Regions from separate parts of the Mus musculus genome. Here region 1 is linked to region 2. Evidence: chromatin contacts called from public HiCAR-type data. All regions are on one chromosome and are shown on one strand. The core of a region is the stretch at or near the end of the contact, and the rest is flanking DNA. Distances in the headings are between cores, read along the strand shown. Region 1 has its middle 40 kb from the start of Adgrf1. Region 2 has its middle 11 kb from the start of Gm34627.

Region 1 (5,130 bases), core at 1,974-4,473, 120 kb before region 2:
GTAAACACTCCATAGGGAGTGGTAGCTGATGATCGAGTCCGTGGGTCACCTCTGTTCCACAGCATTCGGGGTTCAGCACAGGGATGGGGCTTGGGATACAAACAGTTTTGTTTTGGACGGACCTGTCCACCAAGCGGTAGGGACTTCCTGTTCAGGAAGCAAGCGTGCAACAATCAGGCCAGTGGAATCCCTCTGCCCAGACTGACAGAGAGCGAGCGCCACTGTGCAACCACATCCTGCCCCAGAAAACACCTGCCTGTAGCAACACTCTGACCAAGCTCTGGTCTGACTCTCAGATGAAAGCCAGCTGACTGAGGACTCAGCATTCCTCCTGAGAAGCAGACATGTTTTTATAATTGCAATTTGCTGGGCTTGTTGCTAAGGGGTTTCTATCAGAGCAAAGCTTGCTGAAGGCTATAAAATGTTTGACCTAGAGGGTGTAGGTCACTGCCTGCTGGGGTAAATGTCACGATGGGGAATTAGATGATAAAAAAAATTTTGTTTTAAATATTTTTTGGCCTGAGAGTCAAAAGCCCATCTCGATATGATTGAATGTTCTGCTGTTCCATATATTTTCTTCCTAAAACCTCTTTCTTCATATTGGCTAGTGTGTGTACGTGTGTGTGAGCGTGAGTGCACATGGATGTATATGGAGATTAAAGAATATCAGGAATCCGTTCTTTTTTTAAGCCTTGTTTTAGGGGCATCTCTTGTTTTTTTTTTCAGGGTTCTGGGGATCGAATTCAAGTAATCAAACCCATATGGCAAACATTCTCAATCACTGGACCATCTCAGTGCCCCTGACCCCAAACCTCTTATGGAATGTTTATAGAATCCCTTAATAACCAGGGGGCAAGATGGTCCCCGGCGAACCTCATTCCCTTCCTGGTGTCCATAGCTCATGTGGTCTCCTCATGCTGAATCAGGACTGACATGTGTGACCAAAGACACAGTACACGTGATAGAGTCTCGCTCCTGAGATCGGGTCAGAGAAGTACTGCATAGAGCTGCTGACTGGGCCGTTTAGATGGTTCACCCTCAGGAACTACCAGGCCACAGGGACCCTTGGCAGATCCATAAAGAGTCTCACTGTGACATCGCTCCGATCACTAAGCATGTAATGAAACAGTCCTGGAAGTCATTTCTCTGTTAAGCCTTTTGGTGACCATGACATGATAGCAATCTTACAGGAGTAAGCTCCCACCTAGAGAGGTCTCCCCTGAATTCTGGCCCTTGGTCTTGGTGGAGAGACAATGGTGATGTAATACACTAGATAAATTTGGTAGCCATTTGAGATCCAGTGAGAAAGAAGTAAACACAAATCCTCTTCTGAGGCTTCGGGATCTTGTAGAGGAGAAGTTTGAATTCTTGAGACAGAGTTCATACAGTGAATGTTAGATCATATTGCTCGAGGCAATGGCAAACATTTTTTTTTTTTTGGAGAATTCTTTCCTGTAATTAGCATTGGCTTTTTGACGTCCACTTTTGCCTTTATGAAATTCCAGAGCACTCACATGTAAAAGTCTTACACCATTGCCTTTAAGTCTGGCCTCATCAATGCCCTGGACGTGATGTTATTCTCCTTACAGTCTATAGCTGATGTGGTGGGTTTAAATACGAGCCACTAGTTGAAGGCTGGTAAAGATTGTTCTGGTATCTCCATAGCACTACTAACTTGCAGTACCCAGGACCTTAGAGAGTTCATGCTCCAGAGGGAGCCAGCAAACATACACACCCACACAGTCAGCTGGAAGGTGAACCAATGAAAGAGTATGGATGGAGAGAATTCAGGTGGTCCGTCCACTGCTGTCTGCCTCAGTTTCCGGGTCAGCACCTCAGCTGCAGAAGAGGGCAGAGATCTAGTCATATATATGTGTATATATGTGTGTGTGTGTATACATATATGCATACATACATACATATATATGTCATATAGTCACATACATATATGACACACACATATAGTCGTAGAAATACATCACAGTGACTGGAATGCAGAAAGCAGAGACACAATCCGCTCTCCAAATGGGTGTTTGAGATGCTGAGGTGTAGCAAAGTCCTCTTAGACTGAGTTGTGGGCCTGAGCTTTGGAATTCCATTTTAGAGGGATGAAAAGGAGGCGAGGAGGCTGGCATCCTCTCTCTGATGCTCAGCATCGCCGCGGGCAGACTTCTCAGGCTTCCTCTGTCACAGCTGTGCAAGCCCTCCATCTCCTCCCTGCTGCCTCTTCCCCCAACGTGGCCCTTTCTGTAACAGTTTGAGTCACACATTAGTAACTTACCAGTAAGTTCAAGCAAGGCCTTGAAAGCAGAGGACAGAATTCCTCTTCTTAAGGAAATCAACGAGGTAAGTTTGACTCCTGTATGGATTGAGTGCTTTTACAAATGCTAGGCCGCTTTCTCCAGGAGTCATATAGCCATTCTGTCATATGTCTGACATATTGTCGTCTCCTCCTCCTCCTCCTCCTCCTCCTCCTCCTCCTTCTCCTCCTCCTCCTCCTCCTCCTCCTCCTCCTCCTGCAGGACAGGGTTCTACTTTGTAGCCCTGCCTGGCCTGGAACTTGATATAGAAATCTGGCTTGCCTCAAACTGAAAGAGATCCTTCTGCCTCTGCCTCCCAAGTGCTGGGATTAAAAGTGTGCACCACCACCACTGCCCACCCTGTCTTCTCGACAAGCCTTCAATCTTTCATTTTGAGGCAGCATCTCCGTCTGAAGCCTAGACTGTGTCAAAAGTTCCTATGCAGTCCAGGCTGGCCTCAAACTCCCAGTGACCCACCTGCCTCAGCCTCCCAAGTATTAGATGTTTCAGGTTCATACAGTCACATTCAGCTTAGTCTTGAGTCCTGTTATACCTCGTACCTTCCTACAGGAAACACAGAAAGTGAGCCTGGCTCTCTAGATACCCTGGAAACCTCTTCCATGGGATGTGGTACTGCCGAGGCCACATTAGCTTAAGACAATTAAGCAGCCTCAAATACCACTAGCCCCAAGGTCATGTGGCACTACACACTCAGTGTAGCATTACAAAGTATTTCTCTCCAAAGCCCCTCAGCTTTCATCACTAGGTAAGAGCAGCCAAGGGCAAAAACCCTTCCTCCTTTTTTCTTCCTAGATTGGTTTTTCTCACTTCAACCCCCAGAGGGCGCTAGTCTTCAAAAAACCCACCAGACTAGCAAGGCAGGGAAGTGCAGAATGCCAGCTGTTCACCCTGCAGGGAGGGAAAACCCTTGGCAGTTCTCCGTGAATAATTTACACTGGTGAAATCTAACCACAGGCTTTAATAGCACTTGTAAGTGGGTATCTTCTCCCCTAATGGTAAAGAAGCCCCAAGCCATGCTTTATCTTTCTTGCCATTTCTTCTCTTCTCTCAGCCACTGTCTCCGGGCACTGGGAGACTTTCTCCAGAAGCTAAACCCATGCTTCTCACTTCGCGTCCGTCCGGTTAGTATCAGAAAAATGGGAGACGCCAGGCATTGCAGGAGCCAGACATTTGCAGGCTGTAAGACTTCAGGACTGCAAGAGAGCAAAGGACACCAGTCTTGGGGTTCCAGAGATCTTGCCTCCTATCCGGACTTTGGGTACATAGTAGAACCATAACTCAGCCTTACTTATGCCTGAAACGATCGTCAATCTTGTCGATTCTAGCCATAGAACAAATTCATCTGGACATGCAGCATGCTAGCACAACGGGAATGCATTTCAAAGTGAGTTGTGTCCCAAGGTCCCTCTTACCACCTTCTCAGGACATACACATTGACACCAACTCTTGAATGGTCTCCTACAGAAGCCTCACCACTTATGCGAGTTAAATTACTTCCTTTCCCTACCCAAAATAAACCCCAAACCCTCCCCCCCCCAAAAAAAAATCACTTGTTTTTTTTTTCATTTGCCTGGCATCCTGCCAAACATTAAGGATGAAGTAAGGTTATTTGAGATCCAAAAGCAAGATAATCGAAAAGGCAGGTGGAGGAATGAAGAAGAGTCAAGAGAGACCTCAGAGGCAGACAAGGTTGGAAATTGCTTAGCAGGAACGCCTTTTATAGTGTAGGGAGTTATGCCTCCCCTGTGCCCACTTGAATACCTGATGTCTTCAGACCAGGCTTAGAAAGTTACAGGTTTTTCTGAATTGAGAAAGCCCAAACACAGACCTTGAGAAAGTGCCCTTCCTTTGTAGCTGAAGATGCTTTCAACAGTCACTGAGCTAGGACCACGGAACAGGGACAACTGTAAATCTCCAGATTGCTGCATGCTGTCCTCAAGGGTCTTTCTGTCTAGCAAGGGACACAAACAACAAACAAGTGGTTACAACACAGTGAAATAAACATCATCTGTGTTTGAGACAGGTGTCACATGCTTAGGACCTGATTAAAGGAGATGGGGTTCTGGGCTTTGTTGCAACAGCCTGCATCCTTCATCACTTGACATCTCTAGATGCCAAGCTGACTTGTCTGGAACAAACTGTCTTCCAGTTCCTCTTCCCCATCATATCACATGACTTCTGCCTCTCCAATGATCCTAAGGAAGACTCATGAATTATGCTTTAAGATGCCATGAGATGAACCCTAACCAGATCCCAGGCTCATAAGGTATGAAGAACGATATATTTAAGTCTTCATTCATCATGTGTGTATCTTTTCCAAACATGTTTCTAATTTTTATTGATTTTTTTTAATGTGGTTTGAGAATGTCTGGTCTTCTCATTATAAAATTGTGCCTGCTTTAAAAACATGGCAATCGTCAACCACCCCAGCCACATCGGGATCTGTCCTGGGCTTACCGTTAAAAGAACCAAGTCCTGGAGAAACCCTCATTCAGAGTGAACTGCTACAATGGCTCTGAGCTGCATTCTTCATTACACAGGGCATAGGGGGGAAAAAAAAGAAGGGCAAATCGTGCGGAAAACAGTTGCTCCACAAGGCCCAAGGTGCTTCCTGGATCTGAAGAGGAAACCTGTAATAATTAATAAACACAAACACCCTTGTGAATGATGACAAAGTTATGTACAAGAAAACAAGTACCACACACACTGAAGTTACCCAGAGTGACTCGGATGTGTGTTTTTCTGGGAAAACGCAGAGGCTGATAGCATGGGCTCTGGTGTAAGATATGCGGTCTCCAGTCAATCACTT
Region 2 (5,520 bases), core at 1,087-3,586:
ACATAAGAAAGGGGATATGGCCTTGGCCATGGTAGGACCTCTCAGATTTGGTGTCTGTTGAATATAAGAGGCCTTCAGTGATCACAGGAGAAGAGACAGCCCTACCCCATCCTCGGCTATGGGGCCTTTAAGACTTCTCACCACCTTGCCCTCAAATAATTTTTCTCTGCACAGTGCCATAGTCCAGGAAAAGCAGAATTTGGCCTGAAGGCAAGAGCTTAGGAAAATCTGTGTTCAGCATCTGAAATACCCAGTGCCTTCTCGGGGTATCTTAGACAGTGCATATGCATATCCCATCTTAAAGGCATGTGTACGCATTCAGTTAATATGTAATGCCCTCCACTTGAGAAGAACCCATAGTTCCTGATGCGCTGTTTTGTAGTTTTGTTGTGAATAATTGTCAAGTCCCCCCAAAAGTAGAAGCACCCCATAAAACCCTAGACCCTACAAGAATCAGTGCACAGCCAGGTTTGTTTCACCTGTGCCCTTTGACACCCATACCCCACTCCAAACCCTGAGGGATTTGTGCACAAGACCCTACTCACTACATCATCTCAAGGTGAGGATATCTGAAGAAGACATGAAAAGTTTATGTGAGTTGAACTTTCCCCTAATGAACAGTGGAGCTTAGGAAAGAGAAACAAACACACAAGGGATGGACAGAAAACACATCCACCCTGCTTAAATTGCTTCTCGACGTCATGTCTACCTACTTTATTCTTTCCTTTTTCCTTTTCTCCCACATGTGTATGCGTGTGGGGCTGTGTATGCATGCATGTGGATGGATGTGGATACTCCTGTGTGACCAAGCAAATGTGGATGTGGGAAAGAGAGATTGGCACTGGATGTCTTATTGCCTCCATCTTATTCACTGAAACAGGGTTTCCAGCTGAATCTGGAGCACGCTGATTTTGCTAGTTCAGCAAGCCACCTTGCCCTGGAGCTCCCCTTGCCTCTGCCTAATTAGTATTGGTATTATTGGTGGGCTGCCAGGCTCATCTGGAATGTATATGATCCTAAAGTTCTGGTTTCCAGTCCTCCTGTTTGCTTAGCAAACACTCTATGTACCCAGCCACCTCTCCAGGCCACGGGTTATTCTGTATCGTCGTTGTTGTAGACATTGCCCTGTACCTGGCAGTATTAATGGTCTCATTTGGGTTTGTCTTATGAACTTTCCTTGCGTTGAGAACACCCAGTTAGCCAGATCCCTTTTCACCCCTTACTGCACACAACCCCAGGTTTCATGTGGCTCCATATGGTTTATCATTCCCCCCCCCCCCATCTTTCCATCTCAGTTCCTGCCTTCCTTCCAAGCGAATCTCTAGTAATGTTCTAACTTCCTTTTCTTAGCTCCTGGCATGCAGAGGTGAGGTGGGAGCACCTACCAGGCAAGTGAGGTGGGAGCACCTCTCAGTCCATGAGTGAGGACTGAGAGAAGCCATCCTGGAGGGCACGGTGGTGTGATGAGTCTTGGAGGGGAGGAAAGAATTAGCTAGTACAGGAAGGGATGGAAGTACTTAGTGGATGGATGAAAGACATCTGGGGCAAAGGAAACATCTCCAACAAGAAGTAGAAGAAATTTAGGGTTATTGGGGAACGGAAAAAAAGTGCTATATAGCTGGCTCAATGCGTTGGAGTAGATACAGGGACAGATAGTGGTGCTTTAAACAACGTCAGTCTTAATACTGGTTGATCTTTGGGAGCTGGATGGAGCAGGGCTTATAGGAGGGAAGAATTCTTCCTATAAGTAACAGCCATGAGGAACTCCCCGATCACCTGTGGTCTCCAAGCCATTTTCATTTTAGACACCAACTTCTATCAGAATCTATTCTGTCATGACCAATATTACAGTGTCCTCCAAAGATCTGTCCCCGATGAAGAACTGACCTGACATCTAAGACTATCTATCACCCATGGCATGCATATCTATTTAGTCTGCAAACACCTGCTTTCCCAGAAAATGTTTTCAAAACAGAAAGGAGCCAAACATTATTCTTCCACATTTGCTTCATTGGTTCAACAACATGGGAGGATGTTGGTATAAATAACTCACTTTATTGTAGGGATTGTTCTTATCAGGTTGACGGTGATTTGCAGCACACCTGTGGAAAGATATTTAGAACAGATCATGTCCTAGCACAAAGGGCTGTCACATCACTTAGCTGAGACTTTTTGAGACTAGGTGAGCAGCAACCAAAATGGAATCTAGGCTGAGTGAATGCCCGCTGAGTAGGGCCAGTGTGTGGTCTCACTATGGCCGATCTGGTCTAGTCACTGCCTGTGCTCAGTCACTGGAAAGTCTGTACTTTGCTCTGGGCTTATTACACTTGGCCGGTTTCAGAGTTCAAAGGCTGATGGGTAATGTTTTTAGTTCTAGGGGTCATGACTTTGAATTGCTGTGGACTATGTGATAGAAAGCTCTGAAGTGGCACAAGTCATTAAATGACCTCTAATGTGCCTCCCTTTTACATAATGCTCCAGTCTTTATGTCATGGGTATCTAAAGCACTTAAATTTATGGCAAGTAAAAATTTTTTTCTGGCCTAAAATTAAACCACAATTTAATCCACAGGTTAAAATGGACTGGTTTAGCTGGTGGAGGGAGGCATTTGACTGTTGGCTCTAGTTTCACACTTGACAAGATTTAAACTCACAACTTCATCTGGGCTTGTGAGACTTAGTTTCAGGGATCAAGAGTCTTCATCCAAGAGAAAACACTGGGATTTCTCCAGGTCCCCTTCCATCCATATAACATTTAATTTCTATCCATACCCTTGTTTGAGCCCAGGGTTCACAGAACTGTGTTCCTCCTGTGGCTCATGGGTCTTTTTGTTTTGTTTTGTGTTTTGAGGTTTTTTGGTTTGGGTTTTGATTTTTAGGGGTTTTTTTTTGGTCTTTGGGTTATTTGTTTGTTTGGTTGGTTGGTTGGTTAGTTGGTTCATTGGTTTGGGGCTCTAACTATATTGTCTTACCTGATGGTTCTTCTCCCTACTCTTGTCTCACCTGGAAGCTCAGCTGTGCCCCTTACCCTAGGGATTCGATCCAATCTTACAAAGGGAGAGCTGTTACAGGGAGATCTTAGAGCCCAGGTTCCCTGTCTTTAACCTCTCCCTTCCCTCAGTCTGTCTCTATGGAGTTTCGGTCTTACTCGGTCATGTTTGACTGTCCAACAGAGGCTCCTAGCATGCTCTCTGTCCGCGTCTGCGCTCTGAGTCTAGGCTGGGCTCCCACCTATGCTTGGACTTTAGGCTTTTAAAGTGTGAGACCTTGAAATTAGTCCTTGCCACCTCCAAGTGCTATACCCCTGAGACACATGCCCCCGGAGTCTGCCCCCCACGGATCGACATCTGTGGTTTCATGCAGACCTTCAGACCGCATCCGCTTTCCAGTTCACCCAGGCTTGTTGCCCGATAAACACAAGAGAAAGCAAATGCGCATGTCCACCGCTACCTGAGCCTTGGCTGGGTTGTCAGTGCCACATTACCACCTCCTAACTGCTTCTCAATGGTATCTGCTCCATCTCCAGACTCTGATTTCTGATTAGAATCAGCCTGACAATAGTAACCATATCTTTCACGTGACCTTTGGGTTCTCAGAACCCTCAAAGCCACCCTAGCATCTGGGATAGTCTCTTACTCTGAACTCTGAACTTGACTTAAATGTAAAGACATACCCAACAGTGACGGCGGTGCTGGACTCCTGACTAGGACCAGTGCTCTTCCTGGGTGAAGCAGGATTACCAATATTAGTGTCTCTTTTATTTGCCTCTGAAGAAAATAGCTGTTCCATGAGGCAATTTAACAAATTGCATTTATAAAAGCAAGCAAATTAAGATTTCTTTAAATTAAATTATATACTAATCCGTATGTTTTACATTGTCATGCAAATTTAATAAGTTCTGTGTCAGTGATGTTAAGCAGGTTACTGCATTATAGACTTCTTGGGCCCTTTAATATACAGCTGGGGAACATTGAAATGTTGGTAATGAAGGGTGGTGAGGTGCGTCAGCAAATAAAATACTTGTACACAAGCCCTCAGACCTTAGCTCACTTCCTAGAAGCTAAGAAAGGTAAGAGAGAACTACTCACAAAGCTGTCCTTTGGCCTCTACGCATATGCAGTGGCAGGCACACACCCTACCTCCAACTATCACAAATAAAATACCAGCAATAGGTTGGTGAAGGCAGTCAGGGGTGTAGTTGTTTTTCATGTATATTGGCCTATGGATGTATATTTTACCAGAAGTTCCATGAAAACAGATACTGTGCTAACCTTCATTCTCTGATACAAACTGGAGCTGCGTCCATCAATAAAAACTTGACTGAGAAGGAGAGTCAGGTTAGGGAATAGTCGGGGCTTCTCTAAACATTAAATGAAGTAGTACTCACCAGGGATGCACAAGACTGTGGGTTCAGTCCCCAACACTGCCATATTGAGAAAAAGAGTTATGCCCAGAAGCAAACTCTAAATGAATTAGAGACTTAAAGATATGCCCCAGATGATAAAACTTCAGAAGAAAACAGATGGGGAAAGAGCTTTGCCTTTATTCTTGGCTACGATTTCATAGATACATCACCAAATGCACAGGCAACAGACGCAAAAGTAGACAACAGGGACCCCATCTACATAGTTCCGTTTCTATTGCTGTGATAAAATACCGAGTACAAGGCGATTTATAGGAAGAAGATTTTATTTGCCTCATGATTTCCAGAGGGATAAGTGTCCATGATGGTGTGAGGTACGGCAGCAATCGGGCATGGTGAAAGGAGCAGAGATCTGAGAGCCATGTCTCGGACCACAGGCACAAAGCAGCAGGTATGAACTAGACATGTGGGAAACTATCTGTTCTCAGAGTTTACTCCCAGTGATACATTTTCTCCAACAAGCTTGTGGTATCCAAACCTCCCCCCAAAACACCACCAACTGGGAACTGTACTGGCTGGTTTTGTGTGTCAACTTGACACAGGCTGGAGTTATCACAGAGAAAGGAGCTTCAATCGGGGAAGTGCCTCCATGAGATCCAGCTGTGGGGCATTTTCTCAATTAGTGATCAAGGCGGAAAAGCCCCTTGTGGGTGGAACCATCTCTGGGCTGGTAGTCTTGGGTTCTATAAGAGAGCAGGCTGAGCAAGCCAGGAGAAGCAAGCCAGTAAGTAACATGCCTCCATGGCCTCTGCATAAGCTCCTGCTTCCTGACCTGCTTGAATTCCAGTCCTGACTTCCTTTGGTGAACAGCAGTGTGGAAGTGTAAGCTGAATAAACCCTTTCCTCCCCAACTTGCTTCTTGGTGTTTGTGCAGGAATAGAAACCCTGACTAAGACAGGAACCAAGCATTCAAATGCTCAGGCCTGCAGGGAACACTTCTCATTCAGACCAATATAGCATCACATAAGGAAAGAAAACATTAACAGAAAAAAGAGACAACTCAGGAAAAAGGATAAAAATATTACAAACCATCCAGCCACTAAGGGGTTAATTATCAAAGTATATAAGGAACTCCCAAGATGTAATAAAATCCCCAAA

The links. HiCAR-type assays count read pairs that join an accessible place to other places.
Region 1: a contact with region 2 is called in a HiCAR-type map of kidney, with 4 times the contacts expected there. The contact joins two enhancer-like sites. A contact is called at or near these places in 1 of 15 datasets of contacts at CTCF or cohesin (the NIH/3T3 cell line), 10 of 484 Hi-C or Micro-C datasets (cortical neurons, embryonic stem cells, frontal cortex and 5 more), 9 of 115 datasets of contacts at active chromatin or transcription factors (differentiating embryonic stem cells, embryonic stem cells, extraembryonic endoderm stem cells and 4 more) and 1 of 9 other capture datasets (embryonic stem cells).

What each region holds. Positions count from the first base shown.
Region 1 is chr17:43,228,079-43,233,208 of GRCm38.p6, reverse strand. No RefSeq gene overlaps it. Among named protein-coding and RNA genes, the nearest start is that of Adgrf1, 40 kb to the left of the region's middle. Within about 2 kb of position 3,223, at least 34 of the 459 cell types and tissues checked have an H3K27ac peak or open chromatin away from gene starts, as enhancers often do. A contact at or near this core is called in kidney, where this site is marked.
Region 2 is chr17:43,103,102-43,108,621 of GRCm38.p6, reverse strand. No RefSeq gene overlaps it. Among named protein-coding and RNA genes, the nearest start is that of Gm34627, 11 kb to the left of the region's middle. Within about 2 kb of position 2,336, at least 8 of the 459 cell types and tissues checked have an H3K27ac peak or open chromatin away from gene starts, as enhancers often do. A contact at or near this core is called in kidney, where this site is marked.